Regions from separate parts of the Zea mays genome. Here region 2 is linked to region 1. A link is a contact called in public Hi-C data. All regions are on one chromosome and are shown on one strand. Each heading gives the region's core, a stretch centred on a gene start, on an enhancer-like site or on the middle of the called end of the contact. The rest is flanking DNA. Distances are from core to core; before and after follow the strand shown. Region 1 has its middle 14 kb from the start of LOC100273259. Region 2 holds the start of LOC542534 (initiator-binding protein 2).

Region 1 (5,314 bases), core at 417-2,916:
AGGAGGATGAAAGACAGAGCGAAAGCAGAGCCTAGTGTGTGTCTTCACTTCATGGGCAGGGTCTGCCCTAAGGGTGTGTAGCATGTGTGTAGTCCAAATCCTGTATGTAGTATAAGACTTAGGCTTTCTTTGGAAGAAAGGAAAAGTGATGGAATTTTGAAGGCCTATAAAAACTTTTCTATACAACCATTTTGGAACAAATGTTTGAGTTTCAACAAATCCTATAAAATTTATATGGAATGACCCATTGTAGTGAGATTTTAGAGGATTTCTAACATGAGGTCCAACCTCTTGGAAATTTTCTTTTATGTCCATCTCTCTGCTCTAATTCCTGTGTTCTTCCTATGTTGTATCCAAACACTGTGTTGCAAGTTTTCATGTGTTTTTAATTCTTATATGGTTGCTGATGTGGTTCAACTCTATTCCTACACTTTTTCTATTCCTACACTTTATCAATCCGGCATTCCAAAGAAGGGATTATCCTTTTCCTCTAGCTCATGTCTCATGATCTTGCAGGGAGCGGTGGTGCTCTCATGGATGTGACCTCTCTCAAGGAGGAAGTCGTGCAGATTAGCCAAGCCAAGGAGGCCGACAAGCTGGTACGTGCCCCCCGGCTCTGTGTATCGTCTTGTCTAGCCTTCATCCTCGGACTTTGATCCCTAATTTTTCATCCATCTCCTTGTAATTTTATCTGATAATTTTATATAGAAAGTTGTTCGGGAGACTTGTCTTATTTAAAAAGTCATTTAAATTTTAGAAAACTCAATACCCGATGTTATGAATTTGATGTCATATATACAGGGTCTTCGTATATAATTTCGCTTAGGACCCCGAAATCTTAGGACAGGCCCTTTGACTGGCAGCACACCCATCCACTCTTGAACCTGACAAATAAAAAAAAGGCTATTGTAAACGAGAAATGCATTGGTTATGTGCACTTGTTAAGCTGCATCATGACGTATACCGACTGCAGTAAGTGTGAACAGAACCGAAGGGGGATCCTGATTATGGCTGCAGGCCAATGGATACTCGCTCTCCTAATCAGTGTCCAGAGTAAACTTAAGTACTTAACCGTCCTAGATAGGCCGCGCGGATCTCCCAATCGTTTAAAATTGACTACCCACATAAACAACACCGAGGCTGCCATCGCCGGCAAGCATAAACAAAACCCACCAGCACCGCGCGGTATGCATGCTTCGACGGCGGGCGCCCAACGTGACGTCCGTGTTGCGTGCCGTCGCCGAGGTCGTCGTCAAATTATTGCTGCGATCGATGTGCGCGCACACGGCAGACAGCGAAGTAGCGTCGCGCGGGTGTGTGTGTGTGTGTGTGTGTGTATATATATATATATATATATATATATATATATATATATATATATATATATATATATATATATATATATATATATATATATATATATATATATATATATATATATATATATATATATATATATATATATATATATGATGTGCACACACGGCGAAATTATTATAACCGCAGTGTTAACCAATGTGTTACGGCGTTTTTTTGTTTTAAACAGCTCTCACGTTTACTTGCTGGCTGCATACAGTATCTTGGTCCACGCGGTGCCTGAACGTACGTGTGGGGTATTGCTGCTCAAATTACCTGGAGCAGCAGCCCATGACGCATGATGCTTGTTGCTGCTTTGACTAGGCTGCTGTGCTGTGGAGTGGTTGTTGGCGCGCGCCATGCATCCATGTGCGCTGTGCGCGCGCGCGTGAAACATAGGTGCGCAGTGAAGGACGCGCAAGTGATTATAAATGATTGTTCAAGGACGACATCGCGATTCGCGCACGTGCTTTAGGACATGCATGTAACCCACATTCCCATTCAATTCCAGGATAATAGTAAAGTTGTGCTGCTGTCCTAGCTAAACTCCAGGTTTTCTTTTGCTTCCGTGGTCTGGGTGGGAGCGGATCCAGAGGGGGGTTGCAGCCTCGTCCAACGGTTGGCTGGCTTAAGGCCTATCGTCATCCTTCTTAGCTTTGGACTTAGCACCATGCAACCTAGCTACTTGCAGTACGTATGCTCAAACATTTCGTCACCGAACGGAAAAGCTCGTAGTCATACATGCGTGATTCTTGTTACAAAACATTTTATACATGTGATCTAATCCATCCATATGTCGTAGTGACAATTATTTTCCAAGGGACACACCCCTTGGGAACTCTTGTATATATACTTCACTACTCTGCAATAAAGGATGTCCCTGCGATTTGTCTTTGTCTCTGTTAATCTCCATTTGCCACTGAGCGTTGTGATAGAGTTCAACACGTTATCAGCACTGCTCCCAAAATTAGAGATACCGCAGAGGAAAAGATTCGGACATAGTGCAAAGAACATTAACAAAGAGTATGCATTCAATATGTTATTACCTTTTTTCTGATGTTTTCTTTGGCACAATCGTTTCTTTCAATTTCTGCAAAAAGTGCATGATGGGATGATCAGGCCCCGGGCGCTACCGGGGGCATGTCCGCTCGCTGCACCACATCGCGCGACCATGCAAGGCCCGCTCCTGGCCGGAGGCCGTGCTCCACGTCGAGCCATGCCATGGCTAAGGTCGTGCGCGCCGCTGGAGCCAGCGTCGTGCGCCCGCGCTTACAGGGCCCGTGCGCCCGCGACCGCCGCTGGGGCCACGCTGAGTCTGCCCCACGGCCGGCTGCCTCGCCCACAACCGTCGGGACGCTCCCGCGCGCCGTCGGGGCTGGTCAGCCGCCGCGGCCGGACCACCGCACCACGGGGAGACGCGCCGGGACGGGAGACGCCGGGGCCGAGGCCACCGCGCCCGAGTCGTCCCGAGCGGATCTGCCTGTGCGCGCCGCCGGGGACTGCGCACCGAGCCGTTGAGGCCGGGGGCCGCCGTGGCCGAACCGCCCGCGCCTGGCAGGCTGGGCCGCGCCCGCGCGCGCCGGGACAGGAGCCACCGAGGCCGGGGCCGTGCTCCCGCACCGAGGCCGCCAGCCTGGCCGGGGCTGCGCTGCCGGTGTGCTCCTGCGAGCCGATGGGGCTCACCACCGAGCCGAGGCCGCGATTGGCGGGGGTAGGCAGGGGCGCCCGAGCCGATGGGGCTGGGGTCGCCGCGCCGCGGGGTGCCGCGCCCGTGACGCCGGTGCCCCGCCGCCGCGCCTAGGGCTGGAAACGAGCCGAGCCGAGCTCGGCTCGGCTCGGTGTGGCTCGGTGTCTAAATGAGCTCGGCTCGGCTCGCCCATTTCACGAGCTGGCAAAAGAGGCTCGGCTCGCGAGCCATATTCTGGTACTTACCGTTGCATTATTTAGTGAATTAACATTATATAAATTTGAAATATAGAATCGTCATTCTATATTATGAGTAAATTAAATTATAACTTGTAATATATTCATCATTAAAGACTAAAAAATGAGCTATTATCTATAAAATTATCTAATATTTATTATTATTCCATAAATTGATCATTTTTGCAAGGCTCGCGAGCCGGCTCGCGAGCTGGAACGAGCTGGCTCGGCTCGGCTCGCTGTAAAAACGAGCTCGAAGAAGAGGCTCGGCTCGGCTCGTTCGAGGCTCGCGAGCCGTCCCGAGCCGAGCCGAGCCGCTCCGAGCTCGAGCCGGCTCGCGAGCCTCGAGCTAATTTTCCAGCCCTAGCCGCGCCCTCGCCGTGCCGCGGGGAGGCGCGCACCCGACCGCGATGAGGCTGGGGAGCCGCGCCGCCGCGACGGGCATACGGGCCACTGGGACGCCGAGCTGCCGAGGGGCCGGGGGGGCTGCCGGCCTGTGACGAGCTGCTGGAGCCACGCCCGCGCGCGCTGGGGAGCCGCTCCTGCGCACCGCCGGGGTCGGGGCCGATCGCCTGGCCGCTACCGGAGGGCCGCGCCCGCGCACAGGCCGGGGGACCCGCGCCCGCGCCACCGGGGCCGCGGCCACAGCCGCCACCGCGCACCGCGGATGCGCCCGCTGGGCCGTCGTGCCCACGAGCCGCGCTTGGCTGCCAGAAGATGGTCGCCAACACCTGTGAAAGCAGTGGCTGGTTAGGGTTTCCTAACCCTAATTGTCGCCCCTAATGAGGCCGTGCACCCTGTGCTTATGGGCTGCCATCCAGGCCCATGTGCGCCCCCATCGGCCTGGCCAAAATGGCCCACCCCCAGCAAGACCCTGGGCGCCTATGACTGGCTGCATGGGCCTATAATTTCATCATTTTAGCTTTTATTTTTTCCGCAATTTCAGACCTAGTGCTTATTTGTATCACAATTATTATCAGTTTTGAGTATCTAAATTTTAATATTTAGACTGCTGATGATATATATAATTGTGATAGTTGTCTGTTTTTTATTATTATGAAAAATGCGGACTTGTTAAGTGAATTATATTTTATTTACATTTATAATTCACATATTTTCGACTTATTTTTGTTTTTGCATTCTTTTATGTTTGCATGGAAAACATAGCACATAATTAAGTCGAAACTAGTGGTCCTCATGCAATATAAGGTTGCATTTTTTGGAAAAAGCATAGGGTGATGGAGTCCTAAGCACTGACTGCGCTAAATTCTTTATAGAGTTTAGTAGCCCAGAGACCGTGCTTTAGGCCGCATTTGAAATGCCTATCACTATGAGGTCTAACCCAAAAAGATCACGGACCAAGCAGGCGTCGCGGGCTATGGAGCCAGGCTGGACGCTGCAGTCATGGTGACTGTTAAAAGAATTCTTTTAATTAAGTTCTACTTAATTAAATGATGAATTCTTGCAAAATATGACACGTATCTTGAACTTGGGATATTTCAACACATGATGGAGATCTAGGCTTTGGCTGCAATAAGTTCTTGGAATTTATTTGCCCTAAGACCAAGCTTTTAGACAGCAAAATGTTATTTGCCCATCAGTAAGAGGTCTACATCATATGGTCATGATGATTACCTATGTGTTCTCCCAAGTAGATATGTTGGAGATGTGATGTTGGTTATTCACCTTTATGGTGATTTCCATTTTATTTTTTGAAATTTTGGTCAAGCACAGGGTAGTGGAGTCCTAAGCATTGGTTGCGGTATGTTCCTTGAATATATCAGCCCAGAGACCATGCTTTCAGGCAGCAAAAGTTTTGCCCACTACTGGGAGATCTACTCCATTGTTTCATTACATAGAGATTATCTATGTTGTGTACACCAATTTTCAAAAAAAAAACTTTGGTACACTTTATGTGATACCTGGAATTCTCCAACATATAAAGATATGATATATTTTGCGACAACGTTGCAACAACAAACGAAAATGGTTAAGCCATTTGGAGGATAATTATTTAATATAGTTTGATGAACTC
Region 2 (6,096 bases), core at 2,323-4,822, 300 kb after region 1:
TCCAAAAAGGTACAATTTCGGACAAACACTACTCACATGTGTCGCATGTGACTTGTGTCGGTCCGGAATAGGCGACACATAGGTTCCGGAACAGTACGACACTGAGTCTAACTATAGTAACCTTACTTAAGCCTAATATTAGCCTATAATCAATGCGAGCCTAACATGATTAGACAAAGTACTGATTAGCCTATAATTAACTTGATTGACCTAACTTCCAACCGTGTAAATGGAGTTAACTCTCGAAAGTTAATCCATGCAATATAAATTATGACACACAAGTAAAATAACTCTCAGAAGTTAAATACCTTAGGGGACAGGGGCTGCGCGGGAGAGCCGCTGGGGCTGCATGGGGTGGGGACACGGCATAAGGATGGGCACAAGGATGTACACCAGGGGTTAGAGAGCGTGAGACCTTGCTGCTGGAGCCGACATGTTGTGAGGAGGCAATGACAGAGTCGAGAAGCTGTTGTGGAGCCATGGAGGCACTACCAGAGGCGAGAAGTTGCCGAGGCTCGTGGCGCAATTGCGGGATCGTGGAGGCCCGGGGCTGCTGAGAAAGTGGCAGCTGCAGATGGGGAAGTGGCGGCACAGGGCGATGTCGCCGACATAGGGGCGATGCGATGTGACAACGTAGGGAAAAGGACATGGACAGGTGGCTATACCGGCATAGAGCACAGAGGGAAAAAACGTGTGGACACGAGCAGTTTTTGACTGTCTGCGCCCGCGTCGTTAGGCCGTAGAACCCTAACTTAAGAGAGCCAAGTGAAGTCGTTGAAAGTTAAGCTCAACTTCTTAGAGCGAGGCGAGGCCGTCGAAAGTTAAGCTCAATTTTCGAGAGCCAGTCGAGGCCGTCAGAAGTTATTAGCTTCCGACAATTTATCCTGGCGCCCGTCGGAAGTTATGAGTTAGGACCCTCTCGGAAGTTGTGTATTTTGATGTTGTGAAAATTCTTAGTTATGGAAAGAAGAATAGACCATTGCAATTAGATCATCGAATGGTGCTCGGTCTTGTGGTCGAAAGATCACATATGGGTACCAAGGAAGATTAGGGAATTGTTTGATAATTTGAGATAATATGGTCAAATAATACTTAAACAAATAATTTTTTTTGTTTGATAACCGATTTGGATTAAGCTTTGGTTTTCTAGCCTTAAGATTCTTGCAATCGTATCAATTCTAGGGTCAAATTAAGTTTATAATTATATCTATATCTCTACTAACCTTCAAGATATGTCATTCTAGTATGCATATAAAATCTATAGAAAAATGACTCCTACATCGTTTTATATATCCACCAAATAACGAAAGAGCTAGAGTGTGCTTAGTAAATTGCACAAATTATTTACTTGTTTTTTGTTAACTTCTAGAATTATACTCAAGAAAAATTAACAAAATAACACTACGAGATCTTAGCTTTTGCTAGGAGTTTTCTACAAGAGACCTGTAAGATTTAAAAGTTCCCCGCAGTGGTGTAGGGTGTTTCAAGTATGATTCGGATCTAAGGTGAATGCAAATCACCGCCATCCGCCAAGGATTCTTTTTAAATAATGTAAATCATCATTTAGAACTTTGTTTCAAGTATGATTTGTCAAGAAAATATGCATGGATCTTAACTTAGCTTTATATATGATGTCGCTTTCTTGACAAATGTATCAAAATCAGTTTACGTAAAGGACCATTCATGCATATTTGGGGGGACAAAGTTCTAAATGATTTTTTGTTTTCTTTTGTTGAGTGTGACATAGATGTATGCACACAGCACACACTCACGTAAATAGATCTCTTTTAAAAACTAAAAAGTTTAAAAGAATCCAAACCATAAAAATACAAGTTCGTATGAATGTAAATACACGATACGAGCACAAATCATGAGTGCATGAGGTATTTTAGTTCAGCAAAGTGGAAATGATTTGTCCATCTAATATAATAGAAATTTACCTCGTGAATGGCTATGGGGTTTCTTAGAAATAAAATTGTTGCATCATCCCATGTATGAGATAGATATACTAAATATGACGTGCTAATGAGAAAATCAAGTAAAACACCTACATGATATAGTAGATGAAATTATAGAAGGATATGTCGGCCAAACAAATAGTATGACGTGGATGCCTTACTTTTTGATATACTGAAAATAGTAAACATTTAGTGAAAGATGGTGTAGCATTTATTAAGGATGATGTGGCGTTTAGTGAGATATAACATATGGAGCTTGTATGCAGATATTAAAGTTAGTGGGGTTTACTTTTAAAAGAGATATAGATATAGGTTAAGTATAACATATGGATAGCTTGTTTGCAGATATTAAAGATGGTAGTCTTTTATAAGAGACATAGGTATATGTTATATGAGACGACAAAGCAAGTTTCTACTCAGTAAGAGTTTACAAATGCATTAAGGCTGTAAAATAATGTTTGCCTATTTTTGTCTGAGAGGATGAAGTATTTTTGAAAGTTGCTATGTATGTGTGCACGTAGAATTACGAGAAAGAAACCAAATAAGACTTGGGGTCTACAAATGGCATGCCATGCAAATTTGTACAGCCGATGTGTGTTCCTTTGTCTGATAATGCTAATAGTGGAAACTGATCGTACAGTGGTACCATTATGCAAAGATAGTAACGCAAAACCTGCAGTAGGAATTCAGTCCATTCTAATAAAAGACATCCATGATTATTCCGTAACGAACTAAACGGATTTCGACTAGATACAGATTAAAGTAGTGGATTTAATATTTCGTAGCTTTGTAAATTTGGAATCCAAAGAATGAACTTTTCTTAAACCCTAGAAATTCCATGCTGCGTATGCACCTTTGGTCCGGGCAATGGCCGAGTGAGATGCCAGCTGGACCTAGCACATATTTTTCTATGGTAGATGTATATATTTTAGAATCATGAAGACCACAAATTTCTTATCTAAAAATTATCTGGTTCTGCGTTGAAGAAGCTCCGGAATCTTAGCACCTTTTCAGGCATCACCCGTGGACATTCTCCACCGACCACCAATAGCCCGAAAACAGCAAAAACCCTCCATGAAAAGATTAATTTATAAATAAAAATATTTTAAAAACGGAGAACCCCGAATTAATTCCGTGAGAGAGACTGTGAAGTGGGTCTACATGCAGTTAATAATTACTAACCCCCTCACGTTTCTTTCCTAAAAACGTCCCTGCTATTCTCCTCACTTAAGCCCCACCGGTTAACGGGGGATCACTCCTTGGGTTCGTGGTCACGAGGGACTGGAGGGCCACCGTGCGATCCGACGGCGCGGCTGGCGCGTCCGCTCCCACACCGACGGCCTGGATTTGCGGAATTTATCACGGGCGCGGAGACGTCTCTCCCGTTGTAGTAAGCCGGGACAGGCGCCCGCTGCCGTCGGATCACGTGGCCCCGCCACGTGGACGCTGCGGGAGGGCGGAACCGGTCGTTGGGGTGGGGCCGCGTGGGGTTTAACCGGGAGCAGCCGGTGGACGCCCCTCCCCGGGATGGCGTGGGCGTAAGCGTAAGCGAGGCGGAGTTGGGGGGTTTAAGAAGGGGGGGTGGTTTTGAGGGGTTTTGGCCAACCCACACCACCGCACCACGCACCTCCACCACCAGAAGAAAAAACCAAGGCGGAGGGCGGAGAGGAGAGCAAGGAGGGTGAAGGGGGAAAAGGGTAATAAAAATAAAAGAGGAGAGGAGAAGCAAGACGAGGAGGAAGAGGGAGCACCCAGAGGTAGGGGAGGGGGAATAATTCCGCAGGGGCTGAGGGATCTCGGCGAGTCCGGCCGCGGAGCAGCGCAGCGAGGCGGCGATCCGAGGGCGATCGGAGGCGGGCGGGCGTAGACGCCGGCGAGGTGAGCACGCCGTGCTAGTTCCGCGGAATTCTGGCGAATTATGCGGTTCTGGGGCTGGGTTTCGTGTCTTGGTGCCCCGCTGTGAGGCGCTGCTGTGTTGGGGTTTTGCTTCCGCTCTGTTTTCGTCCATCCTTGTCCGAATTCTGCTTGCTTTGCTCCGATCCGCCGCTCTGTGCTCGGATAAAGAGGTGAAATTCGCGTCTTTCCGAGATTCCGGCACATTTCAGAGTCGCGGTTTGGATTCGTGGGGTTTTGCTTAATTTCGCGTCGAATTGCTGTGGATCGGGTGCCGAGATCGGATCTGGCCTCGCTCGATTCACGTTTTTCTCGACGTTCTTGTGCGCCTGTGAGGTTTCCGGTCGCTCTTCCTTTTTTTAGTCGACGTGCCCGCTTTCCTTTTGGCAGTTGCTTGCTCCTCGCGGATTCCGATGCACGAGGTTTTTTTTTTAAAAAAAAAAGTTTTCTTCTCCTCTCTCTCACTCTCCCTTTTGATCGCTTGGCGTGCTGGTTTACCTGGCGAATTTATTTGCTTGTGCATTAAATTCAGTGGCGAAACCATCTCGCAAGAAAAAACCTGAGGTCTTAACTCGGATCACGGGTTGAAGTATGAATTCTCTCTATTTCTTCTGCTGTTTTTGTGTTTGAGTTTTGATTCGTTTTTGGAGCGCAGCCTGCTGAAAATTCTTTTCATTTGGCTGTTTCACGACTAGATCTCTCGGTTAATCGGCTTGGGGTATTGGGATTATAACTTTTGGTAATTAATTACTTCAAACGCAGTAGTACTCCTATGATCGTTCCCTGTTTAATTAATGGAATGGAGGGTTTAAAGAAGATTTATCCCAAGTCACTGCGGAGATCCCAATGAATTATTTCCTCTTCTTTTTTTTCCTACCTACTAGTACCAGCTTTCATTTGCTGATTGCTACTGTGTTCTTGCAGATTTGTGTTGGTGACAAGCCATGAACAGCGCAACCACCAGTTGTTAAGTAACCCTCCTGTAAACTTGAAGCAACCGAAGCGGAGAGCAGAAATGGTGTTCCAAAAGAGGTCCTCGTCAGAGTTGGAGGCGTCCGGTGGAGGCCAAGTCGCGGAGATGCCGCGCGTTCCCAAGTCTGCGAGGGTACGCCGTACGCGGCTTTCAGCGCATCGATTCGGCCCTCTCTTCGCTGCCCTTGGTTGGCGAGTCTGACAAGGATGGTGTTTCTTGTTCGGTGAAATGTGCAGGGCAAGAGATCGGTCAGGAAGAAGGAGGCCCAGAACCCGCCCCAGATGTCAGCATTCGACCTTCTCGCGACGGTGGCAGGGAAGCTGCTTGATGAGGGGGTGGGCTCGCTGGGGAACATGAGCGCTGGTGCCCCAGCTTTGACTGCATGCGCGAAGGATGTCCGTGTGAAGAAGGAGCAGTGTGACGAGGAAATGAAGCAGTTCAAGCATGAGGTGACAGATCAGGATAGCTGCAATGAGAGTGCAATTCTCCCGCACATTGTGTTCCAGCGGGCGGTGAATAATGCTCGGAATGAGGATCCTAAGGCGAAGTCTGAGGCCCAGGACAAGGAATCCTCCATGATCAGCTGTACCAAGGCTGAACTGGGTTGTAATTTTGGTGTGATTGCAGATAGGTGGTCGCCTGAATCCGTGGAATCAGGAGCCTTCACAGGAGATGCAGTGGCGAGCCTGATGCCACCTGCCCCAGCAGGATTTCATAAGAATGCACCCGAAATGTATAATTTGCTTGATTCAATGGATGTGGATGTCAAGCCTCCTCCTTTGGTCAGCTCTGACAGCACCGGCGAGATGCCATTGTATGGCGATAAAGTTCACCGCTCAACCTCCTTACCAAGGGTCTCGAAGGGAGTGGGGTTTTTTGCTGTAGATAGAGATGATGACGACGATAAGTCCTCTGGGTGCACTCATCCCAGCACCACCACTAACAAGGATTTCAGGTCCAATTGTACAGCTGAGTATAGTAGGGTAAGGAAGTTGCTCACCAGTAAGTACAGGAAAGTTGCTCCAGCGAGGGTTTACAAATCTGATCTTTCCTATAGTGGTAAGCACTGGAAAATCTTGATTTTTCCTTTTCTTTTAATTTCTGTAACACTACATTGATGGAATTTGTATCCAAGCCAACTCCATGTAACTTGAACTCATTGGTCCCATCAGATGTTGATCGGAAGCCTTCTTTCCGGAACAAAAAAATGCATTATACACGACAGAGGACACAAAGGAGTACATTCAAGCGTAGGAAGCTCTTTGATCGCCA

What was found. A called contact is a pair of places that touch in the nucleus more often than the background predicts.
Region 2: a Hi-C map of ear shows a contact between it and region 1, with 1.7 times the contacts expected there. The contact joins the promoter of LOC542534 here to the enhancer-like site in region 1.

The regions. Positions count from the first base shown.
Region 1 is chr1:39,989,520-39,994,833 of Zm-B73-REFERENCE-NAM-5.0, forward strand. No RefSeq gene overlaps it. Among protein-coding and RNA genes, the nearest start is that of LOC100273259, 14 kb to the right of the region's middle. Within about 2 kb of position 1,667, at least 18 of the 20 cell types and tissues checked have an H3K27ac peak or open chromatin away from gene starts, as enhancers often do. A contact at or near this core is called in ear, where this site is marked.
Region 2 is chr1:40,287,091-40,293,186 of Zm-B73-REFERENCE-NAM-5.0, forward strand. LOC542534 (initiator-binding protein 2) reads left to right here and starts at 3,573. Exons shown (of 10, transcript NM_001324298.1): 1 at 3,573-3,836; 2 at 4,776-4,956; 3 at 5,061-5,883; 4 at 5,997-6,096. The coding sequence starts at 4,867.